Regions from separate parts of the Sus scrofa genome. Here all the other regions are linked to region 2. The links are chromatin contacts, called in public Hi-C and HiChIP or PLAC-seq maps. All regions are on one chromosome and are shown on one strand. Each heading gives the region's core, a stretch centred on a gene start, on an enhancer-like site or on the middle of the called end of the contact. The rest is flanking DNA. Distances are from core to core; before and after follow the strand shown.

Region 1 (4,506 bases), core at 1,223-3,722, 160 kb before region 2:
GACAGGAGAGCATCATCTTTAAAGCAAGGAGAAATATTGCCGACCTAGAATTTGATACCCAGCAAAATCTCTCTCAAAAATTAAGGCAACTTTTCCGATACAGAAAAGCTGGAAAAACTCACCACCAGCAGGCCCACACTACAATGTAAAAGCGTGATCTTCAGACAGAAGGAACGATGTGCATCTACAGAGGAACAAAGAGCACTGGGACTGCTTCTTAGTGTGGGAGAACCCACAGAGGCTGATGCAGCAGCAGCGGATTAGGAATATGGAGGAGAAGGTAGGGGAAAGAGAGGTATTCACTCCTTTTGTGGTTTTAACTCTTTAAGAGCTTAGATTTAACGTCCAGGATTTTGGCTTGAATAGAGAATCATTTCTCATGAAACCTACTTATGGTAAATTTTAGACCAACCATTGAGAGGCTGATTTCTTTTTTTTTTTTTTTTTTTTTTTTGGTCTTTTTCTAGGGCCGCACCCATGGCATATGGAGGTTCCCAGGCTAGGGGTCTAATCGGAGCTGTTGCTGCCGGCCTACACCACAGCCACAGCAAACGCCAGATCCGAGCCTCGTCTGCAACCTACACCACAGCTCAAGGTAACACTGGATCCTTAACCCACTGAGCGAGGCCAGGGATCAAACCCGCAACCTCATGGTTCCTAGTCAGATTCGTTTCCACTGTGCCATCACGGGAACTCCAAGAGGCTGATTTCTGATGAAAGGATTCTGACATTTTTTTCTGAAATCATGTAAATCATTACAAAGACTATAATTCCTGAGCTGAGGAGTTCCTGTCGTGGCTCAGTAGAAATGAATCTGACTAGCATCCATAAGGATGCAGGTTCGATCTCTGGCCTCACTCAGTGGGTTAAGGATCCGGCACTGCTGTGAGCTGTGGTGCAGGCCAGCAGCTACAGCTCTGATTTGACCCCTAGCCTGGGAACTTCTATGTGCCACAGGTGTGGCTCTATAAAAGACAGGAAAAAAAAAAAAAAAAAAAAAGACATTCCTAAACTGATTCCTGAGTTACAACTTAACTGGTGAAACAGAAATAGCAGTGCTTCTCCCCAGCAGATGTAACAAGCAGAAGAGCAGTTAAGCAACTCCCTCTACCCTGGAATTCAAGAGTCATATGACACAAGAAGTCAACTTATTGTGAAAGCACCTCCACAGAAGCTCACAGGTGAGCAACCTGCACAGGCTTGAAGGTGAAGTGTGTGCTTCCTAAGCTCAAAAGCCAGGGGCACGACCATCCCTCCTGATGAAGCACCAGAGACAGAGAGAACCAGGGGCCCTTGTGTCCTTCACATGGGCCCCTCGAACACAGTGGCTCTGCACATGAAACTTATAAAGGATGCAGAAATCACATCTTTCATGGCAAGGTCAACCCTCCCTTTCTGAGATCAGAAAACCATCAAATTAAAGAAATAAAAATGGGGAAATTCCCTGGTGGTCTAGTGGTTAGGACTCAGCACTTTCACCCCTGAGGTTCAATCCCTGGTCTGGGAACTGAGATCCCACATGAAACCGCTGCACTAGGTGGCCAAAAACAAACAAACAAAAAAACAAACAAAGGTGAAGCATCAGCCGATGCTGACAAAAGTGAAGAGGAATGGGGACCAGGAGGAGGCTGCCTTCTTGAGACAGTCGCAGGTGTTTTTCCAAGGTGTCCCTCCCCAGAGTCTCCCCCAGGCTGGCCACGCTGGGGGAGGGGCCGGCCCGGCACTCACGCGGCGTGTTTCTGGTGCAGGGGTGTCTTGTCCCGGTGCAGCGGTGTAGTGACTACCACTTTCTGGCTGCACACGGGGGTGGACGTCAGCGACGGGCTTTCCAGCTCCAGTGTGTCCTGTTTGTTCCAGAAGTTCAGAAACTGCCAGGAAAACAGGAAACAAGACAACGTGATGACCTAAGAACTCCCAGCCAGCAGGCACTAGAGAGCAAAGGCCAGGACAGTCCAGCAGCAGGGCTGAGTAGACCCCGGGCCTGGCATCACCATCCTCCCTTTGCAGGAAGTCCACCTCCCACCCCCACGTGCTACTGACAGACGTACTTAAGGCAAAGACGGCTGGTTGAGACCAGCTCCTTTTCAGAAGGAAAAAAATAGCTCTTATGTGATCCGTGACAGACAGGGGTTGATGATGATGGAGGCGGTGACATTAACAGACACACCTTCTCACGCCAGAGCAAAGCAATGCACAGTGAGAATCTCACGTAGTTTTCACAGATCCTCTGAGATGTCCATACTATTATGATTCCCCTTTTACAGATTTGGATTCTGTAAGGTTTGGATTCTGGCCCTGGATGCTAGAGGAGGGACTCCAACCCAGCTCTGAGCCAAGTCTGAGGACCACCTCTGCCCTGAAAGTGCCCTTGGACGCGCGGGGCCACCTGCAGCCCTCAGGCCCAATGCCCTTGATGGGCTTCCTGAGCAGGGCAGCTGCACTCCCACACCCTGGGCTGCTGTCTGGGCAGCTCTGACCTGGCTTTCTTCTCTCTCCAGATAGCAGCCCTCCCATGAGGCCCACTGTGGGCTGAAGTGTGCTCTTCCCAAAGTCACATGCTGACACCCTAACCCCCGGTACCTCAGGCTGTGCCCATATTTGGAGGTGGGGCCTTTAGAGAGGTGATCACGGTAAAACGAGGTCACATGGGTGGGCCCTGACCCAGGAAGACTGGTGTCCTTAGAAGCTGATCAAAGAAGGCGAGAGATTATAAGAGCAAGAGGTCAGGAATGCAGACCCTGTGGGAAGACCGTGGGAAGACACAGCAAGGAGACCACCATGGAGAAGCCCGAGAGGCAGGAGAAGAACCCTCCCTGACCACACCTCCATCTTGGGCTTCCAGCCTCTGGAATTAGGAAAATAAGTCCATTGTTTCAGCCACCCTGTGTATCATACTTTGTCACGGCAGCCCTAGCAAACTAATGCAGGGCCCTTACAGACACACCACAGACAGACAGCCTGACACGTGGGCCTGGCCTCAGTCCCTCAACAGCAGATGAGGGGTGGCCCCTGGAAACGTGCCACCTCTGGGCCTCACTTTCTCTTTGTTTTCTGGCCACGCCTGTAGTACATGGAAGTTCCTGGGCTAGGGATCGAACCCAAGCCACAGTTGTGACAAGTCCTTAACTTGCTGAGCCACCAGGGAACTCCTGGGCCTCACTTTCTCCTGTCCTCAGAGGAGGGAGAGCCATTCCTCCAGTCCAACCGCCCCTATGGCCCGCAGTGCAGTGCATTCTACTTGCCCAGGCTGTATCTAAGACCCTCCAAGGCCCCTGGTCCATCCCCCCCCCACCGCCCCCGGCCTCCCGATCCATCATTCCTCCTGGCCCCCATCCTGACCCTAGCCCTGCTCCCCCAGTCCCCCCACCCATCACTCCTAGCTCTGGACTTCACACCACACTCTACTCTCCCCTGACTCTATGCCTTTATTCAAGTCCATCAATGGACCAACAACCCCCAGCTGAGACACCACTGAGTGCCTCCCCACTCTAGGAAAGACGGGGTCCCCTCAACACTGTGTCTACCACAAGCAGCGCCTGGGTAGTACTCAACACAAGGCGCTCTCAAGGCAGTAACTGCTTTCCCACCTGCCACGTTCCCCGAACCAGCCATCCTCTCCAGGGCAGGGCTGGGCCACGGGCCCTTCGTTCCGCGGGGCTGGCATATGGGCTATGATATCGGTGCTCAGCAACCCATTCTTACACATGCGCCGTCCTCCTCCCTTCTGGCCCAGTTATCCCCCGCCCCTGGCGCCAGCACCCCCTCCTGCTCACAGGGCCCTTCCTGGCTGACACACTCCTGTGGACACACATCCTGGCTGACACACTCCTGTGGACACACATCCTGGCTGACACACTCCCGGGGACACACCCCCCCCCCCAGATGCAGCTAATGTACCACAAGCCTCCTTCACTCCCTTTGTCATGTTCATGTGGATCCTTTTTTCCTAACTCATCTTCCTATCAGCAGGTAAGCTGCATAAGGGCAGGGCCAGGCCTGTTTTTCCTCTCCTGCGTCTGCAGCACTGGGCCCAGGGCCTCACACAGAGCAGACTCTAAACCAGCACGTAGGGGCCCTGGGGCACTGTCACCGGCGCCCAGTGAACAGTTGGGGTAGGGTCCACACACCTGGGAGGGCGAGAAGGGCAGGGTCTTGACGGGTGTGCTCTTCGGGGTGAGGCTGTTGCAGGAGTCCAGGAAGGACAGGCTGGCGCTGTTCTCGGTGACGGGGGACAGGGCGACACGCCTCTTCTTCTGCCGCTTGAGCACTGAGGGCGGCGTGCCAAGGCCCGAGCCCCCCACGTCAGTGCTGGGGGAGATGGGGATCAGCTCGCCCCGGCTGCTCCGGCTCAGGTCCGAGATGGTGTGGCCATCCAGGCGGTACTCGGTCACACTGGGCACCATGATGGTGGCGGCAGCAGCCTGGCGGGGCGCTGGGGCCTGCTGCTCCTGCTGCAATGGTTGTGGCTGCCCTGGGCTGCTGTCCACGCTGCCCTCTGCAGACGGC
Region 2 (4,568 bases), core at 280-2,779:
CTAAGTTTTATTTTACAGAACATTGTAAAATATAAAACTTAACTGATTACATGCATTTCTACATTTTACAAAAATGTTTACTAGTTACACTAAGTACTTACATCACAGTGTGAGGTTTTTGGTGGTGGTTTGGCCACAAAACACGCAAGGTAACAGTCACCTAGTTCAGATTAACCAGTTTTGTCTAACCCTCGGAATCCTCACCATCACCCTGCGTCTAATGGCAAAAGGCTGCTGTCGTCATGGCTTCCGGTAAGGTCAGCCAAAGGGTCATAGGGCAAGGGTCACACAATGTATGGAAAAGCCAAGGCCAATCAGGAAAGGCAGTCATCTTAGCCTCAGTGGACACAGCCTCAGCCCCATTGGTCACTTTCAAATTGAAACATCAAGGACTTGTTAAAAAGTTTGAATTCAACATGCAACAATTTCAACATCAAACATTTAACATAACCAAAATCCCCCCACCTCCTCCCCATAACATGCCCCAACTAGTTCAAATATAGCATAAAGCTCATTTAGATCTACTTTGTGGTACAATACCACATTACGTCAAAATAACATTTTCTTTGGCCCCTGCCAATTTTAATAACTTTAAGTCCTAAGCTTCAAACTCCACCCCTTCCCCCGCCCCCAACCCCACCTCCACCCCAGCCTGTCCCCAAACCTCCATGCTAAATCATTCACATTTCTACCTAATGCACTGACAGGTAAGCGAGGGAGATACAAGTACAGCCAACCCTCGCTTCCTCCGTAGGCAGAGCCCACGACAGTGCTGACAGGGGCCCAGCACACGTTACCCCCTCCCGACTAAGCAACTCCCGCCCCCAAACACACAAACTCCCGCTAGGCAAAACCCACCACCCAATCCCCGCGCTCCGGCGTCCCGTGGCTTTCCCGGGCAGGCGTGAAGGCAGCGGGCCCCGGGGACACCCGAGTCAAGCGACCCGGGCCAACGCGCCTGCCCGGCTGGGAGGCCCCACCCCGCCCCCCTAAGCCTGCACCCGCCCCCGGGGTCCCAAGGACACGGAGCGCGCGGGGGTGGGACTCACTGCGGCTTCCGTAGCTGTAGCCGTCGCGATCGCGGCGCGGGCCCCGGGCGTGCTCCACGATCACGCGCTCGCCGCAGAGCTCCTTGCCGTTCAGCTCGTAAACGGCGTCGTCGGCGTCGCGGGAGTCCTCGAACTCCACGAAGCCGTACCTGAGGGCGGCGCGAGGGCCGGAGACCGGCGGACGTCGTTAGGCCGGGGGCGCGCACGCGCGCTGCTCCCGCTCCTCGCGCGCTCCCGCGGCCCCGCGCGGCCGCCATCTTGGCGGCCCTGCCACGCGGCACCGCGGCCTTGGCCGTCTCCTCCCTCCGATGGGCCCTGCCGCCGTAGGCCCGCGGCGCTGCGGGCGGACGCGGGCGCCCAGCCTCCGACTCACCCATTTTTAAGGTCAATTTCGAGAAGGCGGCCATAGCCGCTGAAAAAGCGCTGGATGTCCTTCTCCCGGACGTTGTAGCTCAGGCGTCCTATGTAGACGCGCGGCATGTCCGTGGCGGGCGAGGGGCCCGAGGGCTGGCTGTCGAACGACGAACCGCAAGGCAGAAGCCGCGGTGCGGGTGCGGGGACGGCAAAAGCCCGGACACGCGCCTCACACCGCAGTGGCGGCCGAGTCCAGCCACACAATGGTGCGCGCGCGCCTGGGCTACGCTATAAGGGCGAGCGGCCAGGGGCGGGGCCCGGCGCGTGACGTCAACGCGCAGCACGTACCCTCCCGCGCTGAAGCGCGGAGCGCGAGAGTGACTTGCGGGACCTCCGCGCTCCAAGTTTCAGGGAAGTGCGGTTCTATTCGCTCACCGAACTTTCTCCACACATCTTTGTAGACGTCGTATCCCGTCGTCCAGTCAAGGACTTGTTTTCTAATCTGTACCTTAAAAAAAACTTCCTCTGTGAGTTCTCTCCGGGACTCGCGCTTGGGAGGCCGGCTAGGAAAATCCCTCTTTTCATTGGTTATCGAGGTTGTCACTATAGGCCTCCCTGGTCTCTGATTGGTTTTGGGAACGAGGCTGCAAATTTCCCCTATGGATCGCTCAGCTTGCGCTCTGCCTAGTGTAGAAGGCGTTCTCCACACGGTTAGCTGCCTATTTCCACAGAATCCGAAGTTAGCGCTCTGAGGTCGTGGTGACGCGGTCGGGAGCGCACGGTACTGCTGGCTTCTATCCCTCGTGGTCCCACTTCACCGCCTCCTTTTACGGCCACCTGTCCTTCCAGGGGGTCTTTCTTGGAGCACCGTCACCTGGAGTCACCTGTAGATTGAGGTGTGCATGGCAACCCCCCCGGCTCGCTGCGGGTGCTGGAAAAGGGAGGCGGGCCAAGGCCTCCGGCCCAGAAAGTTGAGCAAGACCTGGCAACCTTCCCACAGAGGTACGCTCATTTTCTCCCCCGTGTGGAGAGGCCGTAGTCCCAACGCGATCCCTTCCCATTATCTATACCGCAAAAACACGCACATTTTGGAGTTTACCACTAGAGTTGCCAGTTAAAGCTGGCGAATTAGATGAAAACCAGGAGTAAAGTTTAAGTGGAGAGCAGAAGACCCTGGCGTCGTCTTGGAACTTAAGTAAGGGGAAGGAGTGCCTGGAGAGGTGGAGAAAAGAGCCCGAGGGCGTTGTGTCACACTAGCTGAGGGGAAAGGGCGTTGCCGCGATAATACTGGCTGTGTACGTATTTCTGTATATTCCAGCGCTTCGGGAGCAAGGCAGCCTTGCACTCTACAGCTTCTAGTTGGAAGGTGGCAGTTTTGCCCCCCGGGGGACATTTGGCAAAGTCAGGGGGTCTGACAGTTGTGACGACGGGGGGAGGGGGAGTGTTAATAACTGGCGGCTAGTGGTAGAGGCTACGCTCAGCTTAAAGTTAGGTGAATAAAACGTATTGATAGATCTTTAAAAAAAATTAGTGGGTCGTGATAATTAGGGAAAGGAGGATTAACAATGGGATAACATTTTTTTTCACCCTTCGAACTGTCAATATTTTAAAGTTTGTTAAAATTCACTATTGGCAAGAGGTGAACCAGGAAATGCTACTCTGAACATTCCTTTGGGGAAGGTAATGGGGCTACTTACTAAAGATGCATATGGGGAATGGGGTGTCACCTCCTCTCTCCTTGCAGTTCATTTGTCCAGAAAGAAAAATGCAACTGATGCCATTTCGGCGCTCTCTCACCTCTTTCTCCAGAGCCCAGTGGCTACTCTTAACAAAAAATTTGAATAGCGATGATAATATTTGGTACTCTCAGATATCATTATTGAAGGGACTGTTGGGCCATCCACATTCTGTGGACTCTTGCTGATAATCTCACTCACCTCTGTTGACATTTTGGAAGAAAAAGTCAAAGGAGAAAAGATGAATGCAGCATGGGATCTATCTCATTTCTTTAGACTCTGTGGCAGTGTCTGAAGTGTCTTTAGACATGATGGCAGATAAAATCAGTACTTTTGAAAGGTAACTGCAGGAGTCTTTCAGCCAGAGAGAGGAGCCTCAATCTGACCCAGAAGAGAGTTAATAACTTCAAATCTGTAATTGCCCAGATTGTAAAGTACAGCCTAGAGCTGGGCACACTTGTGGTTTTCAAGCTATTGGATATTTTTACATGTATTAATCAGAAACCAAAGGTATTTCCCAAGTACTGTGTGATTCAAAGTGATGTAAGCTGGATTCTGATAGGTTTTTCTGTTTTATACCTAAAAAATGTATCATTCTGGGGCTGTCATATTAATTGGATTTTGGGAAAACATGGCACCTCAAGTGGGTGGAGTGGAATGCCTTGTAGCAAACAATGGCCCCAGGCTGAATCAGGCCTGCCTCACGTTTCATAAATAAAATTCTACCTTTATGGTTGAGCAGGCCACAACCACTTACTTACCTATTGTCTGTAACCCACAACCACAGTACTGAATAGCAGAGATTGCCCACAAAACCTAATGTGTTTACAAGCTGGTTCTTTACAGAAAAAGTCTGCCTACCTTTGGTCCATGTTGTAAAGATGCCTGTGGTATGTTGTTGAGTAAAAAAGGCTAGTTTTAATATATGCATGGTTTCATTTTTTTGTTTGTTTGTTTGTTTTTTGTCTCTTGAGGGCCGCATCTCCGGCACATGGAGATTCCCAGGTCAGGGGTCCAGTTGGAGCTGTAGCTGCTGGCCTATACCAGAGCCACAGCAACGCGGGATCCGAGCCCCGTCTGCAAGCTACACCACAGCTCACAGCAACACCAGATCCTTAACCCACTGAGCGAAGCCAGGGATCGAACCTGCAATGCCATGGACCCTAGTTGAATTGTTTCCATTGCGCCATGGTGGGAACTCCTGATTTCATTTTTATAAACAACAACCACCTCAAACCCCCAAGCCCCAACCCTATGTGAGTGTATATGTGGGTAAGAGTTGGTTTTGTGGTTGTCTTTGAAAATTAGTGGGGGCAGGTCCTACCCAATCATGTTTCTGTTAATCTGTTAATCCTCTCCCAGCATGCCTTACCTCTCCTTCTCCTACCACCCACCTACCACAGGGCCTTGGCATTGACCATCTCCCAGT
Region 3 (4,251 bases), core at 268-2,767, 140 kb before region 2:
GTTCCAGGGTGCAGAATCCATCCCTCACCTGGGAGAGGGGGGGATCCTCCACTGAGCCCCAAGGGAGAAGTGGCAGAGGACTGAGGTGGGGCTGTCCAGGGCTTTGCTGTTGCCTGGAGTAACACTTCCTGAACCAGAAATCAGGACAGGGCCTGACACAAGTACCTGCCCATAAAACAACAACTCCTGGGAATTAGAGCTGCCCTGGGAAATCGTGGCCTGAGGAAGACACACCCGGAGCCTGACCACTGCCCAGGGACCAGATGCTTCCTCGCTGAGAGGAACTCTGGGGAAAGCCAGTAACCATTACTTCTCTATGGGCTGGGCCTGAGAGGCCAACACCATCTGCGGGGGTTGGGGTGGGGGTGGGGGTGGGGGGGGTATGGTTATTTGGGCTGCACGAATCCAGGGAGGGAGCAGGGCAGAACCCCGTGGTCTTCCACGACTCCCAGACTGGGTGAGAAGCCCAGAGCCCAGGCACCGGGCGCAGAGGTGTACGACAGGGACCTGGAGCCCCCAGACGTGGATCCTGGCTTGCCTCTGCCACTCAATCTCTTGGAGGGATACGTAAAATGGAGACCGCAGTTCTTGCCTCGGCTCTGGGGGCTGCTGGCTCAGAGCGGGCTCCACACACATCAGTCTCTTTTACCCTCGCTCTCAACCCCAGCGGCCCCAAACTCATGTGTAACTGGAAGGCAGGTCTCCGAAACTAAACCGAGTTGGGGCCCGGAACCCAGGTGGCGGAGGACAAAAGAGTCCCTCCCCACCCCAGCATCCTTCCCAGGTCGAGGGAGAGAGCTCGAGGCGCTCTGTGCTTCCCAGAACATTAAGAAATGCCCACCGGCAGATCCGAACCCCCAAAGGCTGGAACGACAAGTGTCTTTCAACCTTTGGCCTCCCGCTCGCTTCCACTTGGAGAATCACTTCTCCACAGGTCGCCTCTCTCCTCGGTAAAGGCCGGCTGACACCGCCGTCCCACCCCCATCCCGCAATTAGGCGGGAGACAAAATGACATCATGCAAGGCTTGGCCCGGGTCCCAGGAGACCTGCCCGCCCCGGCTCCGAGGCCCAGCAGGCCCGGGTGGCAGAGTGAGGGGCCGCGGAGAGACCCTCGGCTTCACGCGCGCCCTCGCGTCAGGCGACCCAGAACGCTGCGTTTCCTGCCAACCCTACCGCGGACCAGCCCAGAAGGGCCACGACGAAGGTGGGGGTGGGGACAGAGGTCGGGGTGAAGGGAGATGGGGTCTGGGGAGGGGGGAGGGGCCCTCAGCAGCCCGGCTCCGCTCACCCGCGCGTCCGCCGAGACATCCCCCCGGCCCGGGCCGCGCCGCGCTCGCCCGCCCGCCGGCTGAGCCCGGAGCGGGAGCCGGGCCGGGGTCAATGTACGAGCTGCTCCGGCCGCTCCTGGCCCCGAGGCCGTGATGCGATGCGTCAGCGTGGCCGGAGGTCCCGCTGCGGCTCGAAGTGGCTGCGACCGCCGCCGCCGCCGCCGGCGCGCACAGAAGAACTTTTCTATCTCCCGCCAAGCGCGTCGGCGCCGCCCGGGCCTGGCGCGCGGGCGGGCTGGCGTGCGCGTGGGCGGGGCCAGCGGACGGGAGGGCGGGGCCGCGGGTTGCGCGTGGGGCGGGGCTGAGGGCGGGGGCTGCTCAGGGGCGGGGCCGAGGGCGGGAGGACAGTGCTCTAGGCAGATCACGGAAGCCCCAGGACAGGGAGGGTGTGGGTTAGGCTCTGAACCCGCAGTCAGATGATTTGAGGCCTGGCCTGAGACCAGAGTGATCCCGGAGACCCTGGAGGAAAGACTGAGAAGTGAGCCCCAAGGATGGGAGAGTGAGGCGAGGGAGATGGCCTGTAGGAAAACCCCAGCGTTAATCCAAGCCTGTCCTGCATCCCTACAGCCCCCACCCCAAAGAGGCCCCTCACCCCACCAAGACCAAGGCTGCACCGTGGAACCATCTCCCTGCTTCCAATCCGGCTTCGAATTCAATGGTTCCAGCTCCTCACCTGGACTCCTGGCAGCTCAAAGAGAGCCTCCCAAACCTGATCTTGCCTCTCCAGAATGTATAAATTCAGTCCTCTCCCTCAGGGTAAAACACTCCATAATCAGGCTTATAGAATTCCACCAGATCACCACCCTGCCCCAAACCAAAGAAAACTTGCTAGCCTCCTGGCCTTTGCTTGGGCCAGGAACACTTCCCACTCCTCTCACCTGACTAGTTCCTGTTTATCCTTAGGTCCTTGGTTACAATCTGCTTGTTGGCTTCTGTGTTTCCCAGTTTGAACTATGGGCTTGCCAAGATCCAAGTGGTCCCTCAACTCACAACAGTATCCCCAGTGCCCAGAATTTAGCTGTTGTATTGAATTCCCTTTACCACATGCTTAAACTCCTAGAGGCTTAGCCAGGATTTTCCATTTTAAGTTGCCACTTACAGTTTACCTCCTGAGTTTCACGGCACATTATGAAGGAGTGCCGAGAGGAAGGTAAATGAAGTATGAGCCAGGAGCCTTGGGGGATCTTGCTGACCCTCAGCCTCTTAGCCATGGCTTATGCCTCAGATCTCTCTTCCAGAAACTTCTGGCCACTTAGGGACAGTCCAGCCAGCTGCTGCAAACCTCATTTACCACAGAGGAACACTGACATCTTACATGTTAGAAGCTTCCATATCAATTAATTCAGGGCTTCCCCCCCATAAAGTAATTCAGGTAGACACCCCCTCTTCATTGCTAGAGCATAATAATTAAGAGTACAGACTCTATAGCCAGGTTTCCTAGGGTTTGATTCCCAGCTCCATCATTTACTGGTTGTGTGATCATAGGCAATTTTTTTTTTCCGGTCTTTTTAGGGCTGCACCCACGGCATATGAGGGTCCCAGGCTAGGGGTCGAATCCGAGCTGTAGCTGCCGGCCTCTGCCACAGCCACAGCCACGCCAGATCCGAGCCTCATCTGTGACCTACACCACAGCTCATGGCAATGCCGGATCCTTAACCCACTGAGGGAGGCCAGGGATCGAACCCTAAACCTCATGGTTCCTCGTCACATTTGTTTCTGCTGCACCACGACGGGAACACCTATAGGCAAATCATTCAACTCCTCTGTGCCTCAGTTTCCTCACCTATAAGAATGAGATTTATCAGAGTTCCCTGGTGGCTCAGCAGGTTAAGGACCTGGGGTTTTTACTGCTGTGGTTCAAGTCACCACTGTGTTGAAGTTTTGATCCCTGGCCTGGGAACTTGTGCGTGTTGCAAACATGGCCAAAAATTTTTTTTTAATGAGATTTATCAAAAACTTAGATAACTTTTACTATGTGCCACCCACTATTCGGCATGCTTTATAAATTTTTATTCATTTAATCCTCATAACAACCCTATGAGGTAGTATTAGTCTGATCTTCTTTTGGGAGATGGGGACACTGAGACAGACCTCCCCCAGGTCACATTGCTAGTAAATGGCAAAGCAGAGATTCAAACCTGGCCTGTCAAGTCCTACAGTCTATGCCCTTAATCACTACATTGGTACTGACTTTGTGGGGGTGGTTGTAGGATTCAATAAATTAATACATGTAAACCAATGAGAACAATCCTTGGCACATAATAAATACTACATTACTTTTAGTTATTATCATTATTATCCATCATCATTATTTTAACTCTGCAGCTGCTCTCATGCTTGTCCTTTGAGGTCTAGGAAGCTGCTTTGCACAAAGCACACACTCTGACATTGATTATTAGTTCCATTTCAAGAGAAACACAGGATCTGGCAGCAAGGTGTTTGCCCAAAGCAAGAGACTGGAAGCAGCTGTCTCCAGTTGCTGGGACCAGCTGACCAACACACTTGTTGACTGGGGGAAAAAAAAAAGCACAATCTAAAAGCAGACTCACTGAGGATTTAAGCCTGGGATACAGCCTCTCAAAAAGCTCTGAGAGACTTTCCAAAACGTAAGGGTGGAGACAGGTGTTTTGGGGGAAAAAAAAAAAAGACAAATCAAGTAAAACAAACAGGTAGTCAGAACATCAAACAATTACTGCTAATTAGGAGTCCCGTTGGTGGCACAGTGGGTTAAGGATCCGGTGTTGTCATTGTTATAGATCAGGTCACAGCAGCTGTGGCACAGTTTCCATCCTTGGCCCAGGACCTTCTGCATGACATGGGCATGGCCAGAAAAAAGTACGAAAATCAGACACCTCAAGTTACTGCATTTAGCACTTTTCTATGTACGGGAAAAGAGTCCTGGCTTATTGAAATTATTGCTTTG

Evidence for each region. Hi-C and Micro-C count contacts between places; a contact is called where the count stands out from the background. HiChIP or PLAC-seq counts read pairs in DNA pulled down with a chosen protein or histone mark.
Region 1: a Hi-C map of retroperitoneal adipose tissue shows a contact between it and region 2, with 1.7 times the contacts expected there. The contact joins the enhancer-like site here to the promoter of SRSF6 in region 2. A contact is called at or near these places in 2 of 5 promoter capture datasets (fetal liver and liver), 6 of 47 Hi-C or Micro-C datasets (alveolar macrophages, embryonic fibroblasts, liver and 3 more) and 1 of 2 datasets of contacts at active chromatin or transcription factors (alveolar macrophages).
Region 3: a contact with region 2 is called in an H3K27ac HiChIP or PLAC-seq map of alveolar macrophages. The contact joins the promoter of MYBL2 here to the promoter of SRSF6 in region 2. A contact is called at or near these places in 1 of 5 promoter capture datasets (fetal liver), 7 of 47 Hi-C or Micro-C datasets (alveolar macrophages, blood, heart right ventricle and 2 more) and 1 of 2 datasets of contacts at active chromatin or transcription factors (alveolar macrophages).

What each region holds. Positions count from the first base shown.
Region 1 is chr17:46,277,582-46,282,087 of Sscrofa11.1, reverse strand. MYBL2 (MYB proto-oncogene like 2) reads right to left here. Exons shown (of 14, transcript NM_001244469.1): 8 at 4,128-4,506; 9 at 1,729-1,868. Among named protein-coding and RNA genes, the nearest start is that of GTSF1L, 18 kb to the left of the region's middle. Within about 2 kb of position 2,472, at least 4 of the 83 cell types and tissues checked have an H3K27ac peak or open chromatin away from gene starts, as enhancers often do. A contact at or near this core is called in retroperitoneal adipose tissue, where this site is marked.
Region 2 is chr17:46,116,573-46,121,140 of Sscrofa11.1, reverse strand. It overlaps SRSF6 (serine and arginine rich splicing factor 6), which reads right to left and starts at 1,529. Exons shown (of 6, transcript NM_001077217.1): 1 at 1,423-1,529; 2 at 1,050-1,198. The coding sequence starts at 1,529. It overlaps LOC100520338 (a long non-coding RNA gene), which reads left to right and starts at 2,227. Exons shown (of 7, transcript XR_297849.3): 1 at 2,227-2,405.
Region 3 is chr17:46,253,511-46,257,761 of Sscrofa11.1, reverse strand. It overlaps MYBL2 (MYB proto-oncogene like 2), which reads right to left and starts at 1,517. Exons shown (of 14, transcript NM_001244469.1): 1 at 1,289-1,517. The coding sequence starts at 1,308.